Regions from separate parts of the Triticum aestivum genome. Here region 2 is linked to region 1. A link is a contact called in public Hi-C data. All regions are on one chromosome and are shown on one strand. The core of a region is the stretch at or near the end of the contact, and the rest is flanking DNA. Distances in the headings are between cores, read along the strand shown.

What was found. A called contact is a pair of places that touch in the nucleus more often than the background predicts.
Region 2: a contact with region 1 is called in a Hi-C map of leaf, with 4 times the contacts expected there. The contact joins the promoter of LOC123078585 here to the promoter of LOC123078584 in region 1. A contact is called at or near these places in 3 of 5 Hi-C or Micro-C datasets (leaf and an unstated tissue).

What each region holds. Positions count from the first base shown.
Region 1 is chr3D:311,202,366-311,208,094 of IWGSC CS RefSeq v2.1, forward strand. It overlaps LOC123078584 (ATP-dependent zinc metalloprotease FTSH 9, chloroplastic/mitochondrial), which reads right to left and starts at 2,505. Exons shown (of 17, transcript XM_044501137.1): 1 at 1,913-2,505; 2 at 924-1,077; 3 at 325-414; 4 at 137-225. The coding sequence starts at 2,406.
Region 2 is chr3D:311,494,161-311,500,013 of IWGSC CS RefSeq v2.1, forward strand. LOC123078585 (probable polygalacturonase) reads left to right here and starts at 3,589. Exons shown (of 5, transcript XM_044501138.1): 1 at 3,589-4,425; 2 at 4,876-4,996; 3 at 5,257-5,431. The coding sequence starts at 4,075.

The DNA.
Region 1 (5,729 bases), core at 1,255-3,754:
GCCTAGTTAACCTTAAAGAGTCATTAAGACAAGCAAGAAAACAAAATATAGAAGCTTGACATAAACATGAACCAATAGATGACATATTTAAAAGCTCCAGAGATTAGAGTCGTGACTTATGGAAGGTTGAGCATACCACATAAATCCAACAGCAACTGTGAACAAGATAGTCGAGAAAATCTCTTGAGCAAACCGAGTTGATCTACCAGTAGCTTTAGGATCAACCTAATGATGGCACACAGATAGGCAAACATTATCGGGATCATATGGTGAAAGCAATAACTGCCCCCATATTGGCATGCTCTGAAGGTTGAGCGAACTTACCATTACTACATGTAATGGTTGCTTGTCAGATATCCCAGGATTCGAGAAAGGCTTGTCCTCCCCAGATACACGTTGCTTCAATTCTTGCAACTACTGACGTAAATGTATATAAGCCAAAGAGTGGGTTACAATATGGTGACTAATATTTCAAAATATGACAATATACAAATAAACGAGATAAGAGGAAAATTTATGCAAAAATCAGCGACAATTAATATGGATCAGAGGGAGTACATTAAAAATAGAGGCTTTAAGCTTTTGTTGTTCAAGATGATAGAAATATACTAAAGAACTGAAACAGCGTTGATTGAACCGAGTATCTCAATTTATGCATTGTTTTCTTGAATAACCAAGAAGAAGAATAAGAAAAATGAAGTATTTCAGCACCAGGACATAATGGAATTTCATCAAGTGATGTATTGCTTGAAGTATCACAAGTTCACAAGCAAGACAGTTTTCAAGCTGCATCGGTTGTCAAGTGCCATATTGTCGGCAATCTCATCAAGTTCATAAGCAGGATAGTTTCAAGCTGCATCGACTGACTAGGAAAATGTGAAATCTTGACTGACATACACGATAGGCTTGCAAAGGAAACTTACCAGAGCTGGTAGCGTTGCTGAACGCCCAGACAGCTCATCTGGTAGGTAATCAGCTATAGCGTTGGTGAGAATAAGAGCTCGAAGGTACTCTGCAACCCCCTTGCTATCTACCGCATGACTTCTTTGCTCGATTCTTTTGATGACATCTTCTGGGCTGCCAAGATGGAATTTAAGAACCACATCATTCTTTAAAATCTATATAAATTGGACACTGGACCACAATGCAATGTGCAAAATAAAACAAAAAGAACAAGTAACCCGTTTCTGCCATTCCAATTAATTATTCGGAATAGATAAATCCCGAATGTTCGGAATTTAAGCATGTCATCCCGAACGTTTTTTGATGGCAACTTTAGTTGCTGTGAGGTGGCAACTTTAGTTGTTGACACATGGCAACTTTGTTCCAGGTCGATTTTTTGTCAGAAAATTGCCATGTTTGTCTACAACGTCTTGATTAAAGTTGCCATGAAAAGAGTTCGGATTAGCATGCTTAAATTCCGAACGTTCGGGACTTATTGAGGTCCTAATTATTTCAGTAGCATCAAAAGATAGCAGGAAAAGTACATTGTTCCACATCACGTATCAATGACAGCGTTATTTAGGTACCATAAAACCAAATGCCACTGAATTTGGCTATTTAGCTACAAATTTCACGGTTTCCTATATTTGAGATTGTGCAAAGTAATGGTCCAAAACTTGAACTAATGAATGTCTAATGAACTCGATTGCATCAATGCTAAATCGGTAAAAAAAACTTATTTATCAAGGATCCAGAATCCATTCAACATCAGAAAAGCTAGAATCGATATCTTCTTAAAACTTCATTGCGACCGTGTCATTAGATAAATCAATAGTCCAACCCTATGGGTTAGCAAGCAATCCCCTGATACTCAGCCACCAAGAAACACATTTTGCGAATGTCCCCAAAGCAGCACCCATTTGAGTTGACTCCTCAGAAAACATCAAAGAATCGTTGTCGTGGAGCGCACCTAAACTTGTTGAGCTCGTGGAGCAGCGCGCTCTGCTTGGCAGGGTCCTTGGGGTGAGCGTCGGCGTCATCGATCAAGCGCTGCAGGCGGCGGTCGGGGCGCCAGAACGGCCACCAGCTCATCCAATCGCCAGACACCACCCAGTCGAAAAACCTCTTGGCCGCCTCGACCACCGCGGCCGCGAAAGCCACCGCCCAAACCCTAGCCTTATCCACCAGGTCCTCCAGCTCCTCCTTCCCGTCCTGGGCAGCGGGGCCCGTGTCGACCTCCGCCTCCGGAGCGGCCGCCGCCGCAGCCGCCGCGGGAGGCTCGGGGGCCGGAGAGGGGGGAGGCTGGGGGCCGTCGGCGGCCAATGCGCGGAGGGGGGGCGACGGGCGGCGGTGGTGGCAGGAGCGAGGGAAGGAGACGGAGGCGGGGGCTGGTGGCGGACGCCGACGAGGGGGCAGGGGCGAGGGGAGAGGGCGGAGGAGGAGGGAGGCCTGGAGGGCGCTCATGGCGGCGGCGGCGGCGAAGGCGGAGTGAGGCGGCCGGCGCCGGCGAGGTGGGAGACGCGTGAGTCGTGACTTGCAGGGGAGGGGAGGGAGGGAGGGGGTTTCCCTGGGAGCGTTTTCTGTTTGTGTTTTTTGCCTTTTTTCACTTCTCGGTGGGCTCCGTTTCGATTCTAGTGGACACGAGGAGTAGCCTTATCGCCAGCGAGCACACGGAGGCGGTTCGGTCGTTGGCAGCATTCACGCCAACCGTTGGTTCGGAGCCGAGCGACGTGGACGGACGGCTCAGCTTAAAGGACGATGTCGTCGATGGGACTCTGCTCCATGGCCTCGTGGGCTCGGGGTCGGTGCAGGATTTGAGCTCGCCTTGGCACTCCTGTTCAAGCAAGGGATCAGATTCTCTCTATCATGCACGCATACAGAAAAGCACACATGCAATGCAATCCTAAAAAAGACACATAAGATCGTCTACAGCTGGACTCGGCAACTCTGATCCCTCAAACGTCCGCGGACGTGACCGGACGCTTCCGCGGACGGTGACCGGTAACACCTCAAATTTGCTACTCTACACCCGAGCTTCTCATATTTCAACCCTTAGATCCATACAAAGCGTGCAAAAAAAATCCTATGTGCTACCCTAGTTATCTTCGTCGTCGGAGATGTCTATGACGTCGGTGCCGGGCGTCAGGTGGACGGGCGCGTAGAAGGGCTCCGACTCCTCCTCCCCCTCCTTGCCTGCAGATCCGCGTCTCCAGCGTCCCCCACATCCTCCTCCTCCTCCAACTCCTCCGGATCCATTGCATCCAGAGGTAGCCCCACGGCGATCCGGGCTTCGCGTCTTGTCCGGATTTGCTCAAGGAGCTGCAGCCGACGCTCCGGCGTTAGAAATGGGTAGCTCCTCATTCGGCAACATGGGGGCATGGCTACTAGTGATGGCGGATGGAGAGTGGAAAATGGCGGCGACGGCGGAGGGAGAAGGAACATGTGGAGGGGTAGTGTTTTGGTGTCGGCGGACGTCTGAAACAGCCGGTCTAGGCACTACGCAGCCTGCCGGAGCGGTGCCACGCGGCGACATCGGTCCAACGAAGGAGACGAGATTCAGACCGTCGGTTTCATACTATTTTCGTGTGGGAGCCCAGCATCATTCTGATGTGGCGGACATGTCCGAGCGCCCACATATCCATCTCATATTTGGGCTAGATATGAGGGGTGTCGGTCAGCCCAGGCGTTTGAGGCGCCTGTCTGGGTTGACTTTTCGTGGCCGCTCGGTGCCCGGGCCGCCCGCCCGGGTATTTGAGGCGGGTTTGGGGCGTCCGACTGTAGATGCTATAAAGAAATGAATGAATGAGATCCGCACCCTAAGAGCACCTAGAGCCGGACGTAGCAAATCTGGCGCCCAAAACGTGCGTGGACAATGATCGATCACCCTCAAAAAATGTTCGTGTCCACCACCGTGTACCTTATATCCGAACCCCAAATCCATGCTAAACATGTGACATGGGAGAAACTACGTTGATCATTGATAACCCACAAGTATAGGGAATCACGACAGTTTTGAGGTAGTATTTCACCCAAATTTATTGATTCGATACAAGGGTAGCCAAAGAATATTTATGAGTCCTAGTAGTTGAGTTGTCAATTCAACCACACCTAGAAAGTTAATTCTCTGCATCAAAGTGTTTAGTAGCAAAGTTGTACGATAGTTTGATAGTACCAGTAACAATGGCAATAGTAACGATAACAATAACAGTAGTAGTTTTGTAGTGATTGTAACAATAGCAACAACAGTGGTAACTTAGCAAAGATAGTATGAGCAAAGCGTAGGCATTGGATCAGTGATGATATTTGTATGAATGGCATTCATCATGTAACAGTCACAACCTAAAGCTATACACAATAACTCTAGTTCATCAATTCAATGTAGGCATGTATTTTGTATATAGTCATGTGTGTTTATAATAAGAACTTGCATGACAACTTTTGTGCTACCCTCCCGTGGCAGCGGGGTCGATAAGGAAATTTAAGGGATATTAAGGCATTGTTTTAATAGAGAACCGGGTCAAAGCATTAACATACGGTGAATACATGAACTCCTCGAATTATAGTCATCCCCGAAGAGTATCCCAATTATTGTCGCATTGGGGTCTATAGTCCCGAACAATAACAAGTGCATACACCTAGCAAATAGGATCAATAACTCAAATATAGATGATAACATAGAGGGTTGAAAAGCATTGAGCATAGCAAAGTCATAGCAACATCAATCTTAGAACATAGTGGATGCTACGGATCAAGCCCTAACAAATTGACTTGATTACATGATCAATCTCATCCAATTCCATCACCGTCTAGCAAGCCTACGAAGAAATTACTAACTCCCGGTGGTGAGCACCATGGAATTGTTGATGAAGAAGGGTTGATGATGACGACGATGATGAATCCCCCTTTCTGGAGCCCCAAACGGACTCCAGAACAGCCCTCCCGATGAAGAACAGGAGGTGGCGGTGGCTCCGTATTGTAAAACGCGATGAAACTTCTTCTTCCATTTTTTTTCTTGGGAAGACATAATTTGCAGGCTTGGAATTAGGTCAGACGAAGCCTCGTGGGCCCCACAAGACATCAGGGTGTGCCCTGGGGAGTAGGCGTGCCCTGTGGTCTTGTGGGCAGTAGGTGGGTCCCCTCCAGTGGATGTTTGTTCCAGTATTTTTATTTATTCAGTAAAAAATCTCCGCAAAGTTTCGTCCAATTACGAGAACTTTTATTTCTGCACAAAAACAACACTCTCGGATTCGGGGCTCCGCTGACCCAAGAAAGATTCGAACTCTAGGGTGCATGCGAAGAACTCAATCTCCCCAGTCTGCCAACTCGTCAATCTCATGGCCTAGCTCGATGAACTGGAAAGGAAGGGGACGCGGCAATTTACCCAGGTTCGGGCCACCTTGCGGTGTAATACCCTACTCCTGCTTTGTGGTGGATTAGCCTCGAGGTGGGCTGAGGATGAACTGGTACAGGGGAAGAACAACCTCAGGAGGTGTGTTCTTGTGTTTGTGTGAGCTGGTGAGGGGGTGGATGGTCTGCTCGATCCCCCGCGCTATGGTGGTGGCTAAGCTATATTTATAGTGGCCTTGGTCCTCTTCCCCCAAAATGAAGGCGGGAAGGGATCCCACAACGGCCAAATTCAAAGGGAGACAACTAGTACATCATATCCTGACGAAAGGTGGTCTTCGCCTGCAAAGATTCTGGTCGTGACGTCGTGGTGGGCTCGGCGATGACCTCCATCCTGCCGTCCTGGCGGTCTTGGTCTTACAGCACGGAAATGGAAACCTTTG
Region 2 (5,853 bases), core at 2,339-4,838, 290 kb after region 1:
TTCCGGAGGGGTTTGGAAGTCCACAAAGGGTTTCACCACGTCCTTTAGGTCAGAATGGAGTGTAGGGGCCGGGGCGCCCTGGCCTTATTGGGCCCGGCGCACCAGCCCCTACTTGGCCCATGCGCCAAGGGGTGGAAACCGTAGGGGGGAGGCGCCTCCACCTGGCTTAGAGGGCACTCCACCCCCTGGCTGCCGCCCCCATGCCTTGGGAGGTGGGATAGGGCTGACAAACCCCTCCCTCACCCCTATATATAGTGGGAAGGCGCAGGGGGCAGCCAACCCTATGCCTGGCGTAGCCCTGTCTCGTATACTCCTCCTCCTCCTCCTCACACAGTTGCTTGGCGAAGCTGTGTTGTGTTTCTGCTACCACCACCACTACCACCTCGCCGTTGGCCTGGTCCGATCTCATCTACCTCCTATCCCTTGCTTGCTAGATCAAGGAGGAGAGGACGCCATCGAGCTGAACGTGTGCTAAAATCGGAGGTGCCGTCCTTTCGGCACTAGATTGGATTGGATCGCGATTGGATCATGAAGAGTATGACTACATCAACTGTGTTACGATGCTAATGCTTTTGGTCTACAAGGTTACGTAGAGACACCCCACACTTTTTGCTTTGCATCTCCTATATTAGATCTTGGATGTTTGTAGGAATTTTTTTGATTCTCATACTTCGTTCCCCATCATCAATCCTGGGGCATGCTCGGGCCTAGAAATGCAATAGGGAGAGCAGCCACACCCTGCTATATGCCGATTACTTTGAGAATACCGCTCTCTTCAAACCACGTCAATTCCGTCGCCGCTTCCATATGGCAAGACATGTTTTCAATCATATTTGGGAGGGAGTGGTAGCATATGACCCTACTTTGAGTGCAAAGGGGATGCCCTTGGCAAGCTTGGCTTCTCCTCTTACCAGAAATGCATTGCGACTATTCACATGCTTGCATATGGAATTCTGGGCGATCTTGTGGATGAGTACATACGTATGAGTGAGTCCACATGTCTCATATCAATATACAATTTCTGCAAGGTTGTGGTGGCAGTGTGTGGCCCTGAGTACCTGAGAGAGCCAACTGTCGCTGATACAGAAAGGTCGTTGGTGATCAATGCCGATAGGGGCTTTCCAGGCATGCTTACTAGCATAGATTGTATGCATCGGAAGGGAAGAACTGTTCATTTGCTTGGCAGAGGCAATACAAGAGACATGTGAAAGGTGCCACTGTCATACTAGAAGCGGTGGCTTCACAAGATCTTTGGATATGTCATTCTTTCTTCGGCATGGCTGATTCTGACAATGATATCAACGTGCTTCAGCGTTCTCCAGTGTTCGCAAGGCTTGCAGAAGGCCACTCACCAGAGGTCAACTTTGAGATCAATGACCACCATTACAACAAGGGATCTACCTAGCTGATGGTATCTATTTTCTTGGTCAACTCTTGTGAAGACAATACCCAATCCTCAAGGAGAGAAGAGCAAGAGATTTCCCAATAGCAAGAGAGTGCTAGGAAGGATGTGCAGCGTGCTTTTGGTATGCTTCAATCTCGATGGGGTATCGTTCGAAACCCTACATTGACATGGAGCACCGGGAGACTTTGGGAGGTGATGACTGTTTGTGTGATCATGCACAACATGATCGTGCTGACAACATCTACGGCCAAGGGTTTGATTTTTAGGGTGAAAATGTTGAGCCTGAGCACCGAGAACCGGCGACATTTGAACAGTTCATCCAATTTTATCGTGAAATGCTTGATTGACATACTCATATGTAGCTCCAAAATAACTTGTTTGAGCACATGTGGAGTCACATTGGCAACCAATAGATGTATACTTTTCATGTGTCGTAGACAATTTCGATTTAGTTGTAAAACTATTTGATTATGTTTTTATTCGGATGTGGAACTATTTGATTGTAAAGCTATTTGCACTGTTGAATATATTTGGTTGTAAAACTATTAGTGTATAGTTCAAAAAAAATATACATAGGGGCTCCAACCAACGGTGGCGGACAAGATGCGTTCATGCGTCCCTTGTCGCGTCTCAGCCGACACTGAAGACCTCCGAAGAACAGCAACTCCAGCTTCCTTGGAATAGCCAGCGACGACCGTACATGGCGCCGGAGGAGAAAGATCCGGGCAGTGGTGAACACCGGAGGAGCGCATCATGGGATCTCGAGTCTCCCAGCACAATGCTCCCAACAGAGTAACAACCTCAAAGACGTTGCCATCATGTCGATCCTACGAATCAAGGCTTTCGCCCCGAAGATAGCTGCCGATACGAGGTCGCGAGGAAGATAGCGTTGCACTCGGCGAAGCCTCCAGGAAGGTGAATGACACCCGCAGGTGCCATCAACGTCGGTCCGGCCACAACCGAACAGGATTTTCATCCGTAGCGTTGCACATCTCCACGTCTCCAAGATCCCGGCCAGTCCCGATCAGATGCCTCGCACCCCCGCCACCGCAACAACTTGCCATCGAAGCCCCCCTCACTGCCGAGGAAGCACGCCTAAAGCCATCACCTTCAACATCGACTAGGAGCCGCAGCAACCACCGAGCGGTGCAAAGCCAGATCCGCCACGGTGGCCTTCACCCGCGCAAGGGGACTGCCGCCAGACTGGATCCGACCCGCACCTCCGACCACACTCCGGCACTCACACCGCCGAGGCATCGCCGCCCGCCTCACACGGCAGCAACCGAACACCCGCTGTCCGCCAAGACCCTTCCTCGCAAGGCCTCGCAGCGCCGCGGCCGCCATGGCTGCGCTCGCACCGCCGCCACCGCCAGTGCCGGTGCACCACCTACACCCTCCATCCTGCTACGCTCCACGCAAGGATCCGGAGACAACCGCCGCACCCCCTGCCGTGAGCACCCCAAGGACGCCGGCTAACGCCGAAGACGCACCAGATCCGGGCGGAAATCCCCGGATCCGCGCTCCGAGCACCGCCAGCCAGCATCACCGACACGCCGCTAGCCAGCCACCAGCCCCAGCTCCGCCAGCTCCCGGAGGGTAGCGCCTCGCCGCCGACCCTACCGCACAACCACCACCAGCGCGACCTGGGCAGAGAGATCCGGCCGCGGGCGCACCAGATCGGGCACAGCCACGACGAGGCCCGCAAGACGCGCGACTGCGCCAGATCCGCGCAGGGTCCGCCCCGGCCTCCCGTAGCGCGCCGACGCGTCCGCAGACGCCGCGCCCGCTGTGCTCGCCATGCTCGCCGCCCGCCGCGCCTGCTTGCCGCGCCCACCGCGCCCGTCAGCGCCTGCTTGCTGCGCCACCCGCGCTCGCCGCGCCTGCTCGCCGCGCGCACCACGCCCCCGCTCCTTTCCTTGGCCGAGAGACCCCGCGCTACCCTGGCCTCGCGAGAGGGAAAAAGGGAGGCCCCGCCGCCGCTGACGCCGTGCGGGCTTTGCCCGGCGGCGCTTGCCGGCGGCGGCGAGGGGAGGGGAAGATCTGGGAGGGGGCTGTTGTGGTGGCTAGGGTTTCGCCCGGGCCGCCCGCGGGGAGGGCGACACGAGCGACGCACTGTGTCTGTTTCTATAAAGGGCACGACGACGATACGGCGTGACGCACCGTACGCGGCGGCTACCCAACCCAGCAGCCGTGCTGCGCGAGCCAGCTGCAAAGAACGAGTGAGCGGCCTGAGTGGAGCGCGCGATTAAGGTCCGATCGCCCTCCGTCCGACGCCCTAAACCTGACCCACCACCACGACGCCTGTCGGTCTCCGCACCGGACCGGCGTCGCCAGACGCCACTGCCCTCACCCCAACGCACATGCGCTTGCGAGCTCCCACTCCCACTCCCACCCCCGCCCGCATCCCCTTCCTTCTCCGCTGTACTCTTCTCCTTGTCTGCCTCGCCTCCCACTCTACACAATCGCATCGAAACCATAGATCGGTTATTACCCACCACGTGAATCCACGCGCAAAATTGCCCGCGGCAACTTTTCCGGCGGATTTGGTTTCCCTTCCTCCCTTGGCATCCACTCCTCGCTGGGTGGGTGCCCCTCAGCTTCTACTCTAGTCTAGTCTAGATATAATACTATTCTACAAAGACGAGGGACGACGAGGAGATCGATCCAAGATGTTATATGTGGCGCCAAGGTGGCGGTGCCTGCTAGCCGTAGCCATGGCCATCGCCGCGGTGCTGTCGGCGGCGGGCGGCGCCGGGGCGCAGGAGACGTGCTCCGGTGCGGTGCCGCCGCCGCCCAAGCGCGGGGCCTGGATGTCCATTGCCAGCTTCGGCGGCGCCGGCGACGGCCGGACGCTCAACACTGCGGCCTTCGCGGCCGCCGTCGCCAGCATCCAGCGCCGACGCGCGCGGGGCGGGGCGCTGCTCTACGTGCCGCCCGGGGTGTGGCTCACGGGGCCCTTCAGCCTCACCTCACACATGACCCTCTTCCTCGCGTGCGGCGCCGTCATCCGCGCCACGCAGGTTAGACCTCCCGACCGCCATTACTCTTGTGGCCTATTACTATTGGATCTTTACCAAATAGTGCAGACTGCAGAGTATTCATAATACCACTAGTTTTCAGTTTCCTTGTTCTGTTACTACTCCGTATAAGATAACAAGTAGTTTCGTTCAGGCTTCAGATATCTTGAGTTCTAGCTTAATTCAAAGAACATGAAAATTTGCTCTTTATGGTTTGCCATGTTTCATGGTGGTTTATAAGAGCTGAAAAACAACACATTCGTCTTGATGTTTCACTCTGTTAGTGTTATAGTTCCCGTGTTGCCACTTGCGAGAGGATTACTTAGTTGGCATGTGTGACCTGTGTCTTCTCATCTTCTGTTAATGTCTAGCTCATCCAGTTATAAGGTGTTGTGGAGGTAAAAAAACAGTTGGATATCTTTGTGAAACCTTTTTATTTTTATTTTTGAGCAGGACACATCTAGTTGGCCGCTGATCGACCCGCTGCCCTCATACGGGAGAGGGCGCGAGTTGCCCGGCAAGAGATACATCAGTTTGATCCATGGCAATGGACTTCAGGATGTTTTCATTACAGGTTCTCATTCTGCATTATTAAATTTATCATACTTGATTTGGCTAGTGACATCACCATAGGATTTATCCTAGAATGTTCCAGCCTGTTATACTGCAGTAGAACAAGGTTTTAATTTGGCATCATGCTACGGACGCCGTGCATAAGCACATGCTACAAGAATATGCCACTGAGGAAACCTGTAGAATGTCCTTCATATAGATCTACCCTTGCCTTCATCTAGACGATGATTGTTTTCGTGGTTGGAACTGTTATTTGTGCAGGTGAGAATGGCACCATCGATGGCCAAGGTAGTGTGTGGTGGGACATGTGGAAGAAGGGTACATTGCCCTTCACAAGACCCCATCTACTCGAGCTGATGGATTCGTCTAATGCTATTGTCTCCAATTTGGTCTTCCAGGATTCGCCATTTTGGAACATCCATCCAGTTTATTGCAGGTAAGAACATCCATTTAGTTCTTTAGACCTAAAACCCCAAATTCTGTGTTTGTTCCTTATGGATTCGACGAGGAAGACCACTAGCCAGTTTTGCAGAATTGGGTGCTGCAATGCACCTTCATCTTGCAGTGCAGTGGGTTAGCTTATTTGGGAATCAGGACAACTTGTTTTTAGCAGTAGTGCAGTTATATATATAGCAGTACAAGGATCCACCCTTGTACAGCATCTCTATTTGCACCATCACAAATTGCACATGAACTCCAGCCTGTGTTCTTGTCCTGTCATAACTGGACCAAAATCCCCAAATTGTATGTTTGCTCCTTATGGATTCAGCCAGGAAGACCACTAGCCAGTTTTGCAGCAATTGGACTGCAAGAGGATGCTGCAGTGCTCCTTCATCTTGCACTCCAATTGCTCTAGCA